Regions from separate parts of the Zea mays genome. Here region 1 is linked to region 2. The links are chromatin contacts, called in public Hi-C maps. All regions are on one chromosome and are shown on one strand. The core of a region is the stretch at or near the end of the contact, and the rest is flanking DNA. Distances in the headings are between cores, read along the strand shown. Region 1 holds the start of LOC103639325 (putative serine/threonine-protein kinase). Region 2 holds the start of LOC103638597 (coronatine-insensitive protein homolog 2).

Region 1 (4,602 bases), core at 1,477-3,976, 250 kb after region 2:
GAAGTCACGACACTATTGAGCAGTAGTCTCCTCGAATCATGTGCTCACAGAACGGATGTACCTGAACTGTGAGACGAACCCGCGACGACCTGACAATTCTGATCTTGCCTCGACTTGGAGCCGCCTACCAAGCAGCCGACCGAACTCCCCATGTTCCAAATCGCAATCCCGTTGCCTCCTCCAGAAGTCTATGTGAAGCCAGCTCCAGTTGGAGGTCGCAACTGCGCGGAGGGTGCGAAGTTATCAGTAAATAAAGCTGTAAAAGCTTGTTTACTTTAGCGCGTCGAACTGTCGATAGACGAAGCAATATTGTATACTCTGCTCGTTCGCAACAAGCTACATAAACTGAAAAGGGGGGCGAAATCGAGGACAAAATGAGAAAAATCTTGAAAAACGCATGAGAATAGCTGGATTCGATGCGCCATACCATTCCCCAAAGCAAAGCAGACAAGAATCGGGCACGAACCTGTCGACTGTAGACCGTAGACGTGATCGCTCCCGCAGACCGCAGACAGCAGACAGCTGAAGCTCCGGACTGTATCCTTCCTCTGCTCCCCTCCTTCCCGATCGTCTCGCCTCCGCGTTGGCGTTGGCAACGCCGGCGCTCCGACGCTGCCTGTCCGGGGACAGGGTGGACTAGAGGGGGTAGGAGGCGGCCGATGCCCGGCGGATTTTTAACCGCTCCACTGCCCCGCGTCGCTGTTGCTTTTTTTGCTCGCTTCTGTGGCGACGCGCCTATTCATTGATCATTTTTTAGACCCATGCATAGTGCCGGTTTGAGTCGAATTAGCCGTGACCCTTGATCAGACGCGTTGGATCGGTTTATTCCACATGAATTGCTCGAGGGTCTCGGAGCCTACATCTGACAAATACGCTTGGGCGTACCCGGAATTCGGTTTTAACAGAAAACCAATAATGATGGACTCACAATCAGCGCGTGACGACCATCGTAGAAACGATCCGCACCTAAACTACACGCACGCGGAATAAACCCCCCAAGCGATCCATACATGATTACTAGTACTGTGCCCGTGCGATACGACGGCGCACAGGAACAATAACACACAATCATATATAATGAGTGACTCTATAAATCAATCTTAGTTCACACCTACATTGTCTAGATTGTCTTAGATCAATTGATTATTAGCTGGTAATCTGGTATGTACTGATGTATATTAGTATGTTATATATAATCTTGTCAAATTGTTTCCGTCAGTTCATTACCAAATAAATATCATTAGGTACATCATTGAATTTATTTTCACAATATAATTGTTCAAAGTATCATGAGATTCACCCTTTGAATTTATTTTCATAAGTATTAAGTACTCACGAGAGTAAAATTTTATATGGCTTGTGGCCATACTCAGGCAAGTTTCGTTCCATAAATGGAGGCAAGAACATGGTAGAAACTGTACAGAAACAAGGAACAGGACCATGCCTACATTGTCACATACTACAGTCTACAGTAGATAGCAAAGATCTTGCATACTATTCACATGATGATTTGAAATCTATTATAATATGAGTCTATATGCAAGAAGCAATTAGTTTTACTCTAAGTAGGAGAGACATTCAATATAATATGATTCTATATGCAAGAATCTGCATATTAATGACCCAACATTGCTGCCTTATTTTTTTTCTTTCAGCAACGCCTAAAAACGCTGGTCATATTAATGACACTCATCAACATCTGAAACCGCATAAAAACGCTTGTGAAATCTCTGCGTGTGGGCACTTGAAACAAAAGAACAACAGATTAGTTAATAAGAGAACATGACAGAGTTGAAACCCCAAAACAATGCACGAAGATGGTAGTACGACCGTGCACGCTACTTCCCTCACTAATGGTATAGGCACGAAAGTATATACAACCTATAGTTCGGTTTGTAGTACAAATAATTCATGTATGTTCCTAAGCTAAGTTGATATGAACACTATTCCAGTTTTACTACATAAATATGCATGTAAGAATGAGTAGATGAATAAATGTAATTGCACACATAACATTGAAATGAAAAATATATGAACATGGCTTTGCTGATGTCTAAAGTTGGATAATTTCTTTCGCTCTCACAATATTAGCAAACCTCTCGTGCGTACGGCGATGGAGACCCTGCAGGCCCACAACCTCTCGTGCGCGGCTACCAGCGCGGCGGGCGAGTAGCGGAGCGAGGTAGCGTCGAGGAGGAGGAGCATCATCGCGGCGGCTAGATCGGCCTTCTCCAGTTGCGCTGCATGGTCGCCCGCGACAGCAATTGCCGCCGCTTGCCTGCCTTCAAAGAAGTCCACGCCCTCGTCGCCCTCGACGGCGAGCGCGTCGCCGTTCGTCCTGGAGGATGCGACCGACGAGCGGGTGGAAGGAGACGCGCTCGGCCTCGGCTTCGCCCTCGAAGACCTCCACGCCCTCGTCGTTCTCGACGGTGAGAGCGCCGCCATCGGTGTCGTCCTGGTGGATGCGGCCGTCGAGTCGGTAGGCGTCGTCCTGGCGGAGCATGTCGGCGAGCGGGTAGAAGACACGGATCACTTTGGCGAGCACGATCGTCATGCATGTTATGGCGGGATTTATTTGTTGTTTGTTGGAGAAGATAAGGCTTATCCGATAGCCATAGCGGATTCTTTGTTAGTTCACTGATGGTACGAAGGTTTGTTGCTTCCATTGCGCGCGGATAGCCACGACGGATTGTTTGTTAGGTCACTGATGAAGCGGTTGGTTTGTTGCTTCCATTTTGCGCGGAGGACATAGTCAGAGAGTATACGTGTGTGAGAGGAGGCATCACGTTCGTGAACGACGTGACAACTGTAGGCTGATTTAGAATAAATGGAAAGGGGGTTTTTGTAAAATTTTGACGCACGACGACCGTTGAAACTGGTGCTTTAAGTATAGTATAGACTTGAGGGCTTAGGGCTACATCTAACCTATGCGTTTGCGTGCACCGAGGATTCGGACCTTAAGGAAAAGCCTCTACACAACTCTAGTTACACGAAGACTCACGAATTGTTGTCGGGTACTTGGAAACATGGTACCTGAAATAGGTCCATAACCTCATTTCGGCTCGTTTGTCGATCAGATCCTCTGCCGGACAGCCCTACAAGGAGCGACTGACCAAGTCCCCGTCGAGCAAACCTACAAGGCAGAGCGACCAAACAAGTCCTCGTCGAGCATGCATGCCTACATGGCGGACGACCGACTAAGTCCACACCGAGCAAGCCTACGAAATAGAGCGGTCGATCAAGTCCCCCCGAGCAAGCCTGCAAGGCAGAGCGGTCGATCAAGTCCTAGCCAAACAACTCGACGAGGCGGAGGTCCCAGTCCAAGTAAAATTATCCCGCGTCATCTACGACAAGACGTGTCATCAACATGCCACGTTTGAACATATGTGCAGCATACCAAAGGGCCATCGGGAGGACTATCGACACAACTGTACGCCCCACGTACGGTCTCAGACGTGTCCCCACTGCCCTATGGGGTAAGTCAACCTTAGTCGTGGAAGAACCTCAGCACCGGAGTCTGTATAGTGCCCCGTGTACCAGAAAAGACGGGACAGTGCACTATACCGAGTATATGCCTACACACCAGCAGGTGATGCAGGGCTCATGACGGCAGAAAGAGTCGTGCAACACACGATCCCACCATGAGAAAAATCCATGGGACCCACCACGCACTACTACAAGGACATCAACAACGGACTCACTACAAGAATTTGTACGACGAACAAATAAGGTGGTACCCCCATACCGGAAGTACGGCTACACACGACACTATGAACGACGTCAGGAACGCTACCTCAACCCGGGGCGATAGATCGCCCTCTTGCTAGTAGAGAACAAGTCTTAACTGAAGTGGACTAAGGCGCAAGCTTGAAACAGTATAATCTCTCTGTTCCAAACTCTATGCTCAAATCCCAGCAATTTACCATTCGGAGTGAGTTTGCGCTAATATCTCCACGAACATATATCTCATTGTCCTTCGGTTTTTGAAACACGATACAACAATTTTCTAAAAAACGATTCTCATATAAACGGAATGAGAAGTGAAGTGTTTAGCGGCCTAAAACCGATTCTGACGGCGCTAGAAGCCGAAACAGGCCCCAAGTATACCCAACCCGGTTCCAAGCACCATAGCCCACACCAGACAATGCTTTACTCGTGGTTTTGTTTGAACTTAGGATCTAATGTTTTAAATATAACATCACCACTAAGTTACAAATACATCTTCATCACGTCTATGAAAAACAAATACAATACCTATAAAAATAATTTTGTTAGAGTACATCATGTGCCATATTGCGTCATAAGACTATCTCCAGCAGTTTATCTATCTATATATTCATATTCAAATTATCTCTACTACTTATTAAGGCGGTAAGGGGTAGGCTGCCATTCTGTGTTCTGCCATTTCCATTCCCCCCTCCCCGCACTGTCTTCCCATTCTCATTCCCGGTTGTCATTCCGTGTTCTGTCATTCCCATTACCCTCTCCCCCCTCCCCGTGCATCCCACGCCTAGCTAAAATTAAATAAAAAAACACAAATGTGGCCCCAATGGGATTCAAACCTGTGACCTCTCAAGCAAATGTGCTCGTAGCTACCACTAC
Region 2 (4,786 bases), core at 782-3,281:
ACCTAAGATCTCGTGTCAAAGCAGTATCTTATATAAGATATACCACTTTTTCTTCCTTCTATTAAATGTCTTGCCACATCAGCAAAAAATCTTATGTGGTGTTTTATTAATGACTACTATCGATTGGCAATAGCCTAATTGCTAGTACTAGGCAGGCTGTACGTTTAGCCATGTCATAACATAACAATCCTAGCTGAATCACAGAAACCGAAGAGGAAACGTCTGCTTTTAGCCTTGGTGTGGTGGCCGACATTTTCCGGGGCCCCTTCCTCCTAGGGCTGAGCATTTCAAACCCGTGAACCGAATCCGAACCGAACCCGAACCCGAATAGATCGAATTGGTCGGTTTTTCGGGTTTCGGTTTTCGGGTTCGGTTCACAGATCATATCTATTCGGTTATCGGGTTAGGGTTCGGTTTTTATATCACGTAACCCGAATAGACAAAAAAAAAAACCGAACAGACAGCAGTCATCAGTCAGCCCAATAGCCAATTGGCCCACTTAGCCCAATATCACGTGCCCTGGTCGTTCCTCCGAAGTCCGGTCCTCCCTGTGACCCTGTCTCCCTGACCGCACTACCGCTATACGCCTGTACAGCAGCCGGCAGTTCACTGCTCCTCTCCATTGCTCGACCGCAGTCCACTGCTCCTCTCTGCAGCCAACCCTAGATCCTCTCCACTGCTCGGCCGCCGCCTGCCGCAGCCCGCCGTCCACTGCTCCCGGCGTCGGCTCCACTAATCCCGGCGACCGGCGAGCTGCTCCTGCGTGGGCGCGGCTGCGCTCCAGCTCCAACTCCGGCGTCCGGCTTACTGTTACTGCTACTGCTCCAGCTTCCCCCGCCCGCCCAGGTCCGTGGGCGCGGCTGCGCTCCAGCTCCAACTCCGGCGTCCGGCTTACTGCTACTGCTCCAGCTTCCCCCGCCCGCCCAGGTCCAGCTCCAACTCCGGCGTCCGCTCTAGCTTCGGTGTCCCGCTCCAGTTCGTGTTATTCGGGTTCTATAGGAACCGAATAGACCGAACCGAATTTTTTGGTCTATTTGGGTTCGGTTCCTGTAATTATGGGTTCGGGTTCGGTTCCTATTTTGCAGAACCCGATTTTTGTAAAAACCAAATAGACCGAACCGAATTACCCATATTAACCGAATGCCCATTCCTACTTCCTCCCTCTGGATCTCGTACGTCGCCCACTCCTCCGCTGTCGTCCCGTGATGTGCAGTGCCGTTAGCTCTTCATGAGGCAAAGTGACAAGTTGAAGCATCAAGCTCAACCTTCTGTTGCCGAGCGTCTATTCATACCCTCGAGTTTTATTCGATTTCAGTTTTATTAGTGCAGGCGGTATATAATACGTCTTGCCGTGGCTTTAAAAATGGCAGCTATGCTGAGATAGCAGTAACGTACGAGACATAGTTTGGGCATAACAATTTAAAAGCCCAAAACATTGCACGTTTTCCCTATATTCAAATTCCCTGTCGGTAATTTTTATCCATGCACACGAGTTTAGAAGGACGACGCTGCTGACATGCATCAAACAAGAGAATGAATAACCACTTTCCGGGAAGGGGGTTATAATATTAATTAAAGAACACGAATTACCTGTTTGGAGCGGAAGGATGAAAGCGCGCAGCAATGGGCTTCTTGGCGGATGCGCCGGCCGATCGACGGTTTCCCAGGCACGCGTCGTCGTCGTCGTCGTCGTCGATCAGCTGCTTGGCTCGCCGCAGCCAGCCTCGAACTACAGAGAAAATCCGAGTACGGCCCTCCGCCAGCGGCCGCGCGCCCAGCTACCTGGTCCGGCGAGTCGGCGGCGGCCGGCGGCGCCGCCGGAGAATGCAATCGCCGATCGAGGAGTCCAGTCCATGGGTCGATCGACGAGTCGGCGACCGCCGGACGATGCGATCGAGGAGTCAGTCCGTCGGTCGATCGATCGACGACGGACGGGGCTCCGTCGACCATGGCTAAATGCGGAGAACCGGAAGCATGAAAAAAGGCGGGGGCAGTCGCATTAGCAAGCACGTTTTTGTGCACTCGCTCTCCGGCAACGACCAGGCAGGCGCATGGCCCCTCTTCTTTTGGCAGCGCGCGGTCCAGGGACGCCGAGAGGGGGCGAGAGTGATTTGTGGACGGACGCGGACGCATGCCGCACACGTTCTCGGCTCGGCTCGGCTCTTCCTTCCTAACCGCGGCCGCGACCGACCGCAGAGCTCGGATCGGACCTCGGCGTGCCCCGGCCGGATCCGCTCACGTTTTCTTTGTGCCTGCAGAGACCATGCGTGGTTCTTTGCTGTGGCTGAGAACGGAGCTGGCTCCGTTTCTTTCTCGTACGCTTCAGGCATGAGGCCGAAGCGTGTGCACGTACGGTCCAACGGCGAATACGGGGTTCTTTCTCTAGGCTGTCAGCCGTGAGTGAGAGAGAGGATGGAAAACCTACTTTCAGATCCGACCTCTTTTTAGCAAATTTTTATTTTACTAGACAGCTGAGATCTTATATATTTTTTTAAGACCGCTAGCTGTACTAATACGGAAATGGTAGATGTAAATGCTCACATTCCTAGGTATTTGAGCTGTGCAACTTTTCTCATTGGAGATTATTAGTATTGCAGGAAATGTAAATTAATTGGAAGGCATAGTCTGCAGTCTGCAGACATGGGCATGGCGAAGAGTCTTTTGACCAAGAACGCGTTATGTTCAAGCTAGTGATGATATACTTTGACTAATACATTCTAGTGTGGTAGTGGCAAAGTAAAATAAAACCGCCTTGTCAGTAGTATCAATAAGCGGTTCCTTTCGAAGGAAAAGGAGGCCGAGAGAGAGAGAGAGAGAGAGAGAGAGAGAGAGAGAGAGAGAGAGAGAGAGAGAGAGAGAGAGAGAGAGAGAGAGAGAGAGAGAGAGAGAGAGAGAGAGAGAGAGAGAGAGAGAGAGAGAGAGAGAGAGAGAGAGAGAGAGAGAGAGAGAGAGAGAGAGAGAGAGAGAGAGAGAGAGAGAGAGAGAGAGAGAGAGAGAGAGAGAGAGAGAGAGAGAGAGAGAGAGAGAGAGAGAGAGAGAGAGAGAGAGAGAGAGAGAGAGAGAGAGAGAGAGAGAGAGAGAGAGAGAGAGAGAGAGAGAGAGAGAGAGAGAGAGAGAGAGAGAGAGAGAGAGAGAGAGAGAGAGAGAGAGAGAGAGAGAGAGAGAGAGAGAGAGAGAGAGAGAGAGAGAGAGAGAGAGAGAGAGAGAGAGAGAGAGAGAGAGAGAGAGAGAGAGAGAGAGAGAGAGAGAGAGAGAGAGAGAGAGAGAGAGAGAGAGAGAGAGAGAGAGAGAGAGAGAGAGAGAGAGAGAGAGAGAGAGAGAGAGAGAGAGAGAGAGAGAGAGAGAGAGAGAGAGAGAGAGATAGAGAGAGAGAGAGAGAGAGAGAGAGAGAGAGAGAGAGAGAGAGAGAGAGAGAGAGAGAGAGAGGGGGGGGGCAATGCGCACCAAAAGAACAAACAATTATAATCGAACAAATCGGACCAAGCCAATCAATCGCACAAACTTTCTGCTTGGCCACATCCCAAATAAAATAATGGGCAGAGAAATGCAGTGGCCAGGTCCCACTTCCATGATTTGCGACCTTTCCGTCCAAGTGCACTAGTATTAATTAACATACGGTATTACTTATATACCAGCAAAAGCTGAGCAAAGTTATAAAGTATGCTGCTGGCACAACCTAGATAATAATCTCACATACGAGTACATCCTTATGCCAGTCACAATCTCACGTACCAGTTGTTAGATCGAGCAGTACTTTAGATGCCCCTTAGTGTTGAAAGCAGCGCACAAGTGAAAAGCTTCAAGTAAGATGGATCAAATAACAATGTCTAAGAACTGACCCCAAAGTGCTAGATTGACAACCCTACTTTTTTTAAGAGATTTCCATTTTTTAAGGATATTAGTTCATCTTCCCTTGAAAAATAGGAATCAATTCTAAAGAATAGAGTTACCAAAGTAGCCATAAAAGATGAATCCACCGTGAGGGGCAAAAGTGTCATGCATCCTGCTGGCTTCCGTGAGGGCCAAAAGTGCCTCATAAGGAACAAAATACATGAGATTATATTAGAAAAAGAAGATAAGATACTAAATGGCAGCTTAATCAATTAAAAGACGTTTATAATCCCATTTTTGCCGAAGCAAATATGTGGGATGGCATTATTTGTGAAGCGCATTGTTTGTATTCCTAAAAATGCAATTGTCTCGATGCTGCCACTTGTATCCCTTTATTATCTACCTGCTCGGCCACTCCACAGACATAGTCCCAACTTCCCAACACCATAAGCATGCACGTTGTCTCAAGACCCTCATATCTCACATGAATTCCAACGGTTCTCTCTCAAATCCTCCTATTCATACTTTCTATTTATCTTTAAATATCTTCTCCTAAAAGCCTATACTAAAAACACCCTAAAACATGAGGGGCCACAGAGGCTTATACTGTTAGGTGTTCAAATGCATGAGAGACCACAAAAGTTTATACTCCTAGGTGCCTCAAAGGCACTAGAGGCTTTGAGGGCTTACACCGTTAGGTGCTCTAAGACATAAGAGACCCCTAAGGCTTATATTCATAGGTACCTCAGAGGCACGAGAGGCTTCGAGGGCTTACATCATTAGATGCTCTAAGACATAAGAGACCCCTAAGACTTATATTCATAGGTGCCTCTAGACATGAGGGGCCATCGTACTGTTGAATATTCTGAGGCGAGAGGGACCCAAAGGGCTTATACTCCTAAGTGCCTTAGAGAATGAGGGGCCTCAAGGGCACCGTTAGGTGCCTCGAGGCATG

The links. Hi-C and Micro-C count contacts between places; a contact is called where the count stands out from the background.
Region 1: a contact with region 2 is called in a Hi-C map of leaf, with 5 times the contacts expected there. The contact joins the promoter of LOC103639325 here to the promoter of LOC103638597 in region 2. A contact is called at or near these places in 10 of 25 Hi-C or Micro-C datasets (bundle sheath, ear, leaf and 3 more) and 1 of 3 datasets of contacts at active chromatin or transcription factors (leaf).

What each region holds. Positions count from the first base shown.
Region 1 is chr9:146,918,883-146,923,484 of Zm-B73-REFERENCE-NAM-5.0, forward strand. LOC103639325 (putative serine/threonine-protein kinase) reads right to left here and starts at 2,727. Exons shown (of 7, transcript XM_008662086.4): 1 at 467-2,727; 2 at 62-221. The coding sequence starts at 152.
Region 2 is chr9:146,668,316-146,673,101 of Zm-B73-REFERENCE-NAM-5.0, forward strand. LOC103638597 (coronatine-insensitive protein homolog 2) reads right to left here and starts at 2,032. Exons shown (of 3, transcript XM_020543912.2): 1 at 1-2,032.